2 separate regions of the Capra hircus genome follow, and region 1 is linked to region 2. The links are chromatin contacts, called in public Hi-C maps. All regions are on one chromosome and are shown on one strand. The core of a region is the stretch at or near the end of the contact, and the rest is flanking DNA. Distances in the headings are between cores, read along the strand shown.

The links. Hi-C and Micro-C count contacts between places; a contact is called where the count stands out from the background.
Region 1: a contact with region 2 is called in a Hi-C map of blood, with 2.5 times the contacts expected there. The contact joins the promoter of AHDC1 here to the enhancer-like site in region 2. A contact is called at or near these places in 2 of 5 Hi-C or Micro-C datasets (both in blood).

Annotation. Positions count from the first base shown.
Region 1 is chr2:10,250,345-10,255,110 of ARS1.2, forward strand. AHDC1 (AT-hook DNA-binding motif-containing protein 1) reads right to left here and starts at 2,845. Exons shown (of 7, transcript XM_018056783.1): 1 at 2,444-2,845; 2 at 2,102-2,199.
Region 2 is chr2:10,078,409-10,083,527 of ARS1.2, forward strand. No RefSeq gene overlaps it. Among named protein-coding and RNA genes, the nearest start is that of GPR3, 7.4 kb to the left of the region's middle. Within about 2 kb of position 3,648, at least 4 of the 5 cell types and tissues checked have an H3K27ac peak or open chromatin away from gene starts, as enhancers often do.

The DNA of each region.
Region 1 (4,766 bases), core at 1,595-4,094, 170 kb after region 2:
AGAATCACCAATTTGAACTGGTGCCTACTGGCCCCCCAAAACTCATGCCCTCACTGATCTCTGCAACCTCTGGAGGGTAGGAGCTTTGGGGCAAGAAGTTCATTCGTCTCTGCGGGTTATTCCAACTATTGACACAGCAGAAGAGAAAAAAAAAAAGAATTCAACTTACTATCCAGTTTGATTTTCCATTACTATAAAAATAAATATACATCTGTTCAAAGGAGAGAGATGGCAAGCTGCAGGCACATGCCACCTAGGGGGGTCCCCCACAGCTCACCACCACAACCCAGCCTGCCCCCAACAGGCAGGGGGTGGGGTGGGGGTGGGGGTGTGGGTTGGGGGTGTGGACTGACTGGTAATCTTTCACTTACAGCCCCAGCTCACACAGCTACACACACCGGGCCACACGGAACAGGAACAAGCCAACAATAGAAACACCCCAAATGCTCCTGGCAGGACTCTGCCCAGGCCCGGGCACATGCCCCCGCCCCGCCGGCGGCGGCGGCGGCGGCGGCTGCGGCGGCGGCGGCGGAGGCAGCAGCAGCAGCAGCAGCAGCGGACAAAATGTGGCCACCCTGACCCAGAGGCAAAGCTTGTCCTCACACCCTGAGCTCTGCCCAGGGAGCTGGGGCCAAGTCCCGCCTGACACCAACTGGTCCGGCGGGAAACGCCTGCCCAGCCAGACAGGCATAGGCCCCCCAAGGGTCCCTCCTTGTGCTCAGGGACCAGGCTGGTGCAGGCTGGCCCTGCCTCCCAGGGTGACGCCTGGGCCCAAATTCAGCTGGCCCTGCCAGTCAGGCACTTGGTGCAGAACCCAGGGCACTAGGCTCAGCCCCTCCCAGCCCAGCCCCCGGGGCCCCCAAGCTAGCAGGGAGGGGGGACTCCCCACCCCTCCACATCTGGCCCCGGCCCCCAGGGTCTGCGGTAGAGAATTCCCGCCCCCGCTGCTCTCCGTCTCCCTCCTCCCGCTCGGTGCCCGCTGCCCGCCTCGGGGACAGCCCCAGCTCCCGCCTCGGGCCAGCAAGGCCCACATCCTTCCTCCCTCGGCCGGCCCCTGCGCCTGGCAGGAGGCTGGGGGGTCAGGCTGCTGGGGAACCCCTCCGGCTCCCATCAGTCTTCATCCCCAGCCCCCAAACTCTCTGGGTTGCCGTCCCTTTTCCTGTAGAACAGGAAACAAGGTTATTTCCTAGACTCGGAGCCAGCCCCCTGCCCCTCTGGCTCTGCCGGGGGACCAAGACCCAGCAGGGGAATGCGCCCGGAGCCAGAAAGCGGAGGGATTCAGCGATTCACCCCCCAGCGACTGGCCCAGGGGGCTGACAGCTGTCACTCAGCACCCCAAGCCCTGGGGAAGAGGGGGCCCCCGATTCAATCAGAGCCTCAGAGGAAACGCATTGATGGGCGATTATTTATTTATTTATGCAAAAGTGAGCCGACTTTGTTCGCCAGGTAACCGGGCACGCGGCCCAACCCCTCCGGCCCCGGCCGCCCCCAAATCCCTCCTCCGCCCCACACCCCCTCCGGGTCATTAGGTCCCCGCCCCTCAACTCCCAGAGCACAAGCGGAACCTTGGGATTTGGGGGTTGGAGGGGAGGGGCTCCTCCCCTCCGCAGTCTCCCCCTTTCCCAGCGCCGTTCCTAAAATCCAGCCTTGTTCTCCGCTCCCACGGTCCCCCCCTTCACCCACCCCCCCCCACATTCTCAGCAAGCTGGAGAGCAAATTGCAGTTTTAAATCCAAAGACGGAGGGAGGGGGAAGGAGGAGGGGGCGCGCGGCAGCGCTGGGCGCGCACCTCGCCCCCGAGCCGGGGGAGCCGCGGGGCGGCCAGGAAACCCGAGAACCCCCCCTCCCCGCCCCCCCTTCTCGTCCACCTCCCCCTCCCCCTTCCCGGCGCTGCCTGCCAGGCTTCGAGCCGAGCCCAGCCGAGCCGCGGGCCCCGGTGGAAACAAAGACCGATCGCACCGCGGGCACCGCAGCCACGGGGTCCGGCGGACCGGACCGGGGCGCGCGGAGGGGGCGCGGGGCCCCCCCGGTGCGCTGCACAAAAGAGCCCGGCCGGCCGGTCCCCAGCGGGGGTCTAGGGCTGGGGAGGAGGCGCCACTCACCGGAGTGCTGGGCTGCCGGCTCCGTGGGTCCGAGCCAGGCGAGGGGCTTCGGGGGGCGTCTGTTTTCCGGCGGCGGCAGCGACGCGGGCGCCCGGCAGCTGGGGAGAGGAGTCGTGGAGGAGCCCTGAGCCGCCCGCCGTTGCTGACAGCATGGCTCGCGCCTCGGCTCACATTCTCCGCCGCTAACTCCGCTGGACCCGGCCCCCCAGCTCCCGCGGCGCCCCCCACCTCGATCACTCCTTCGTTCTCTCTCTGCGCCCCCTTGCTCCCCCCACCACCACCACCGCGCACACACTCTCACAGCCCTGGACACCCCCGCCCCCACCCCCCCCAATTGCAAACCTGGGAGGGAACGCGCCCCGCGTAGTCCTCCTCCTGCTCCTCCTCCTCCGCCCTCCTCCCTCCCGCTCTCTTCTGGCTGTCTGTCTGTCCCTCTGACTGTCTCAATCTCTCGCTCCCTCTGCCTTTCTCTGCTCTCAGAGCTGGGTGGGAAAAGGAAATGAGGACAGAAAGCAGACGCTGGCTTTGGGTGGTGGTAGCTGGATTCCCTCTCTCCCTCCCTCCCCCTCCTCCCCTCCCTCCTCCTGCCTTCTGCTCTCTCCGCGGCGAGCGGGGCTGAGCGCAGCCTGGCGGGTGGCTCGCGTTGCCCGCCCGCCCGCCTGTCTGTCTGTCTGGTCTGCCTCGCTCGCTCCCTCCCCTCGCCGTCTCTCGCCCTCGCCCTGCCTGCCTGCCTGCCTGCCTCTCTCCGTCTCCGCCGCCGCCGCCGCTGCCTCTGCGAGCTCGCCTTACCTTCGCCGCTCACCATCCGGAACCCCAGGGGGGAGCGCGCGCGCGGCTCGCCGGGACTTGTAGTCCCCGCCTCGGCCGCTCCGCGCGCGGGGCGGGCGGGGCGGCGCCGGCAGCTCCGACGGCGCGGCCGGGAGCCTTCAGGGGGCACCCAGCGCCCGAGCCCTCGCGCGCTTCCTCTTTTACCAAAGGGGGATTGCGTTCTTCCCTAAGGATCACCAACGTTCCCCACGTTCCTCGTCCCGCTGCGGGGGTCTCTGGCCGGAGCGGAGGTTGCGGGTGGGAGTGAAGGGGCGGGGTCTGAGAATGGAAAGAGTAGAATGGGGGAATCGAGGGACTAGCTAAAAGGGCTTGAGACTTTCTGGGGCGTCCCAATTAAATGAGAGAGGAAGAGGTAAGAGGAGACGGCCGGCTCCCTGAATCTGGAGGCGTTCTCCCTTCATGAGAAGGTTACCTATTGAGTAAAGCGCAAGGGTTGATGGAGAGAGGGCTGCTCCAGAAAACTCAAAGCCCGCCCGCACCTCCTCCTCCTCTCAGGGACCCCCAATCTCAAGTTCTGAGCTCTGGGTTTAGCCACCTCCACCAAAGACTAGTTTTTCTAGAAGTCCGAGGAAGACAAGAGCATGAAGTCCTGGATTCTCCACAGATCTCTCTCTCTGTCAGACACACATACACACACAAAACCTTGCCTTCCTGAATTCGACTGAACTTCTTCCTGGTGTCAGGAAGCAGCATTCAGATTCAACAGTTCAGAGCTCCTGCTGGGCCCAGGGGGCTGGACTCAGCACATTCACCTACCTCCTCTGCAGGTCACATCTGTTATCCAGCCCCTAGCTCCGGCCCCCTGCCTGGCCTATCCCCACAGATGGGAATGTGCACTGCCAGGGCCTGGTTACCAAGGAGAGGTCTTTGGACAGTGCAAGAAGGAGAACCGCTGCTGCTGCCACTTTCTGAACACCGCAGGGCTCCTGAGTCCTGCAAAGACCTGGTAGAATGATTTTGTTATCACTTCCATTTTAGAGATGAGGGCACTGAGGCCCATGACCCCGACTGAAGAAGTTGGTAGAGCCCGCCTGGACCAGGGTCTGTTCCGTTCCAAAGCTCACTGCTTAACCTCTGGGTCAAGCAGGGAGCTGTGACTTCCAAGCTCTCCATCTGACCTTCTCTCCCGGCGTCTGTGTGTCCTCCCTTGGCACTTAAATTCGACAAATGTTAACTGAGGTGTGCAGGGCTCACAGGGGACACGGAGATGAATAATGCATGGTGGCTGTCCTGTCCCCGGCGTCTACCAGCACCAGCCCCGACTGGTCCTGTGCTAGTCCCACTTCATCTATGTGTCTGACATTCCTTTGTCCAATGTCTGCTGGCTTTTCCTGTCTTGCCCTGTGTCTGAAGTCCCTTCAGCAGTGCCTTTGTCCTTGGCCCACCCGTTTCGGACTCTTCCTTTGGCCCTGCAGGGTGATACGAGGTGATGGCCAGCGTGTGACAAAAGGCAGGTGGTGTCGTTTTGCCAGCAGCAGCTCCCTGTCACCACCTGCAAGCCCCTCCTCTAAGACAAAAAAGTGGGGGGGATCTGGGGGACACTCTGTTGGCCCTTTGCAGGGAGTGGGGGCACCACAGCCATGGAAGAGGTCTAGGGCTCTAAATAGTTCCATCTATTGATCTGGCATCATCGGGCTGCTGACCAGCTGCAGAGGCACCCATTTGGGAGTAGCTTCTCCTTACAGGCAAGCCCTGGGTTCAAAGATTTATCAATTGAATGGGAACCATTGTAAGATCAGATATTAACGAAAGAAAGCAATGGTTAAAGTTGTTAGGGGCCCTTTGCAGCTCCCCAGCCTGACCTAAAGTTACACAAATAGATGAGGCTTTGGCATCT
Region 2 (5,119 bases), core at 2,398-4,897:
CCTAAAGTCACACAGTTAAGAGCTGAGCTGACCTGAGGGTTGAACCAGGTCCTGTGACTTCCAATCTGTTTCTTTCCTGGATGAGGGAATTGGTTTCAGGAGCAGCTCAGAAATAGCAAGCAAGGAAACCAGGGCAGGGAGCCCTGTCCTGGGCTAGGGAAAGTTTTGGGGGTCTCCAGGGCACCCCTAGACCTTTGGGAGGGGCAGTGTAGGAACAGGCCTACTGGCTGCCTCAGCCACACTCCCAAGGAGCACCCACCAAGGTCTCGAAGGAGCAGGGCCAGGAGCCCATCCCATCCTCGGTGGGCTTGGCTCTCGGCCCCCATCCCATCCTCGGTGGGCTTGGCTCTCAGCCCCCTCCTTGCTTCTGGCTCCAGGGCCCAGAGGGCCAGCCTCATTTGTGGTGGACCCTCACGCCGTTGAGTCCTCTGTCTCTGTGTAGCTGTGAGGTGGCGCTCAGACATTTCTGGAAGCCTGCATCTTCAGTCTCGGCCTTGAGTCCTGGGCCCACATGAGGGTGTCTGAGCCTGTCCCCGGGTTGGGGTGTGTGTGCAAGGTGGGGCCCATTGGCTTCTCCTTCCTCCTGGGATTCTGCAGCTACATCTCAGGTCCTCCCTGTACCCCAAGTCTGTGTTTCCTCCAGGAAGCCTCCCTGGCTCAGCCCTCCTGTGGCCGTGAAGATGAAGTTTATACACCTCACTACACTTCTCCTTAGTAAATATTTACAGGGAAGTTTTACCTTCCTCATCAGAATGGGGGCCTCTGAAGGCTGTGTCCCAGCTCCAACTGAAGGTCCCTGAGAGAAGGGACATGTCTGCCCCTCAAATTGAAGCCGTCTGTGTCTCTTTCAGGCTGACTTCTCAGCCTGGGGCTGCTCATCACGTGTGCGTGCACGTGTGCGTGTATGCCTGTGTCTGTGTTTTTCGGGGTGGGGAGTAGCCAAGCCTTCCAGCCTCTCTGCCTTAGCCAGCTGTCCAACTCCATGCCTGATCCCCCCAAGTGATTGAGGCCCAGGAGGGTGAGCTGGGCAGTGGGGGCTCCCTGGCTTGGAGGAGGCAAAGGCTGGGGCCCGGAACCCTGCCTTCCTGCAGGGGTAGGCCTTAGGGTGGGGCTGGGGCCCTTCTCTCCTCCCCTTCTTCCCAGGTCCTGTGGAGGGGGCAGCCCCCACCAGGGCCATGACCGCTTCTCCCTGCAATAAGTGAGGAGACAGCAGCTATTAATATAAGATGAGTTCACGGGCTCACAGCTTCTGCAGGCTGGAAAACAGGCTCCTGGGGCCGGGGGCTGCGGCAAGTCTCGTCTGTCAGATTTTCTCCTGGAGCCTGAAACCTGCCAACCCCACACCCCGCAACTCCCTACATGCGGAGACGTGTGCACACAGGCACACATGCGGGGGTCCAGGTTCCTGGCTGTTGAGAGAAGACCCACACATGCACACACACCCAGACACGCACGTATGATCAGTGCGTCTGCACACCGGTATGAACACCTGTGCACACAGATATATCACATGTACACAGACCATGTCAACCTCAGGTGCACATGTTCTCATGCAGAAGCACACACCTAAATGTATGCACATGCCCCTGCACAAATACGTACGCACAGACACACAGACTTGTATATACATGTGTGCACACAGGTCCAGGCACGCTTGCATACCCAGACTGATCTACACACCATGGCACAGACACAAAACTGCCCGTGTGCATACAGATGGCATCAGTCATGTACACACATGTGCACACAGGACAACATTCAAGGACTTGTACATGTACATATATGTGTACATGCATGTCTTTTGCACACAGTGTACAGTCACACAGGCTCCTCACTGTCAGTGTTCAGCAATCATGAATTCACAGGCAGACCCTTGCTTTCCAGCACTAACCGGCTGGCTCAGCCTCCCCTCCCCCCAGCCTCATGACATGCAGCTCAGGCGCCTGCCAACCCTAATGTCTGCCCTTGGCTTCCCACCCCCCGGGGGGTCCCCAGATCCCTGATTAACCCCCTCACTAATTGGCCACCAGCCCCTTGACTTTGCTGCAGGCCTTCTCGGGAGCTGGGAGCGAGAGGCTGCAAATTGGCCAAGCAGGTTGGGTCTGGGGAATAGAATGTGAGGCAGGGCGGGGGTGCTATGAGCTCAGTGCTGAGCTGGAGCCAGGCAGGGTGCCCCTATACCAGGACTGGGGGGCCAATGGCATCGTACCCTCGTGGGAGGGCACTTAGGATTCACATGCATCCAGTCACCTGAGCCTTCGCTGCACGCACTTTCACACACACTAGTCATGTGGGTGGACATGCTCCAGCCCATTTCACACAAATGCATGTGAACATTTGCACACACCCACACTCAGGAAAAACCCCATTAATCAAAATCTTACATGTTGATAAATTCACCTGTCAGATACAGAGACCACTGATATATGTACCTCCAAACACACTTCACCTAAATGCCCAAATGTGTCACATGTATATCTGCTTGCAAACACAAATTTACTTGCTCTACATGCCTATGAATGTACACCTCGGTCTACCTGTAGGCATGTGAGAACACACATCCACACCTGTACATGCACACCCAGAATGCAGGCATGTGTGTGCCTACCATGATGGACCCCCAAACAGCCACAGAATAAGAACTCCCACAGCCAGCCACCAGCTTTGTGGAGGAACAGGGAGTTTGAAGTTCCTGCGGTCTACAGGGAGAGGGGTGTGTGTTGGGGGCGGGGAGTGGTGGAACTTGCCTAATACCTAAGCCCAGTACTCCCTCTGGGTTCTCCTCAGCCTCGGGGCTCCCAGACAGGACAGAGGTTCTGGCTTTGCTTTTCTAGTTCCTGTCTCCTTGGCTCTGGGCCTGAGCCCACAGCGAGTTCTGCTTTCTTGCAGACTGCCAGGGGCATTGGAAAGCAGAGGGTTTCTACTTTCATGCCTGCTGCCAACTTGCTGTGTGACTTTGGGCAAGTTGCTGTACCTCTCTGTGTGTCTGCCTTTCCAACTGTAAACTAGGAATAAAAAGCTTGGTATTGGCTGTCCTTCCGGGATTGCCTGAGGAGTCCATGGGTTCATCTTTATGGATGTGCTTTACTCAGGCACACGTCTGGGAGAGGTTAGTTCCCAAGACAGCGAGACACGAGTTGTGGTGGGGGGTCGGTGTTGGGCAGAATACCTAATCCTGTGCGACTTCTCACTGAACAGGGGAGGGAGCTGAGGCCCAGAGGGAGCTGCAAGGTGGGAGCTAGAAAACCTGGCCTGACTTCTCAGCCAGGAAATCTTCTCCTCCTTATATACATACACAGGGCATGAGCAGGTGTGTGCACAATCCCCCAGGTAAGGGCAGGGATGCCTGCCTGCTGCGGTGGGAAGGTGTCTCTGCAGAATGCCTGCCACCATGGTACCAAGCATTCTACCAGGAAGAGATTCTTTTGGGCATGAAAGGCTTATTTTTTTGTCCTCTAGCTTCAGACCCCTCATAAGACACTTCTCCTGGGGCTAAGGCTGGCTTTGGGGAGCACCTGAGACATCTCCTAGCTTCCAGATCTAGGAGGGAACTGGCTGACAATCACCCTGGAGCAGCACTTACAGAAGTGGTGCCAGGTTGCCCTGGCCACCAGGCGGCCAGGAGGGGGCAGTGAGGAGCTGGCAGAGGCAGCACAGGAGGGGTGGCTCCTGAGGACTGTGTGGTTTGCTTGCGCTTGTGATCCTGTAACCATGTGCTGCTCTGTGCTCTTGTTTGCACAAAGATAGGATTCTGTGTGCACGTGTCTCCATGTCTGAGTGTGCACAAATGCCAGCATCTGAACAGGTGTGCGCATATACTGAAGCTGTGTCTGTTGGAAGCCCCTGCCCATACACAGGGAGACCACTGTGTTCCAGGCAGTTGAGGGCACAGGGCACTTCTAACTCTAAAGGTCTAGGATAGCAGGGCCCCCAGTCCAGCTCACTTATTGCAAAGCGAGAGCAAAATCAACCATCATTTATAAAACTAGGCACCAGCGGGTAGGTAGGGCAGTCTGTAACAGAAAACCTTTCACACACCCCTCTGACACCAAAGACCATGATCCTCGATGGAAAGATTCTGAAAATGGTTTGCGCTGCGTGGTGGGCAGAACACGAGACCCCTGCGCGAACTGCAGCTCTGCTTTTGGCCGGCTATGTGGTCTTAGGCAACTCAACCTCTCCGAATCATGTTTCTCAAGCGTCAAGTGGGACCCTTGGTTGGTGAAATAAAGCATGGGCAGTCTCGGGCAGGTAGCAGTTGAATGCTCCTTCTTTTCACGACTAGCCCAAAGAGCTGAAGCTCCCAAGTGGAGGAGCTGGAATTTAAGTCAGACTCCCAGCTGCCCAGAACCACATTCCTTCCCTCCAATTCTCCAGCAAGGGCGGCTCCCGACACCACCATTTTGTCTTCTCCCAGGGCGGGCGTCTGGCTGCCTGTCAGTCACCGACCTCGCGAAGCCAAGTGCTGACTAAACACAGGCCTGAGCAGGAGGGTGGGGTGAGGGGCTCCGCCAGGGCCAGCAGCTCCCGCGCCCCCTCCCCTGCACCCCCACCCCCAGCGATGAGCTCAGAGTGGCTGGCGCAGCACTTGCTGACGATTCAAAACTTCTGCCCCCTCTCCTGGGATGCCAGTGGGTGACTCTCTCGCAACAGCAGGCGTGACCAGCCGAGTCACCAACCCAGCTCCCACCCCTCTCCCGGGGCCGCCCCACACCGTCTGTCTGCTGGGCTCAGAACAGGGAGTCCGCTCATCAATTACCCCCGGGGACAGCTACTCGCAGCAGCTGTGCTCGGAACAACCGTTGCTTCCTGGGTAGGTCATTTTTTTAGGGTCAGAAGAGAAACTCAGACCTGTCGCCTTCCCAGGCAGGAGAGAGAGGGGGCGTGCGGCAGCCTAACCCTTTTATCGGATTCCATTGTAAGTCGTTCTATTTAAGGTAAGTTGCTCGGGTCTGAGAGGCAGACAAGATGCCGGCCAGATGCTGGCAGGCAGCATCAGCATTCTCCTGCCTGATGTGAGGCGCCCCCCCCCCCCCCGCCCTCCCCTGCCCCAGCACACCCTTCCCAGGCAGCTGAGGTGGCCTCCACGTGCCCCCCCACCATGGGTCTCCTCCTAAAT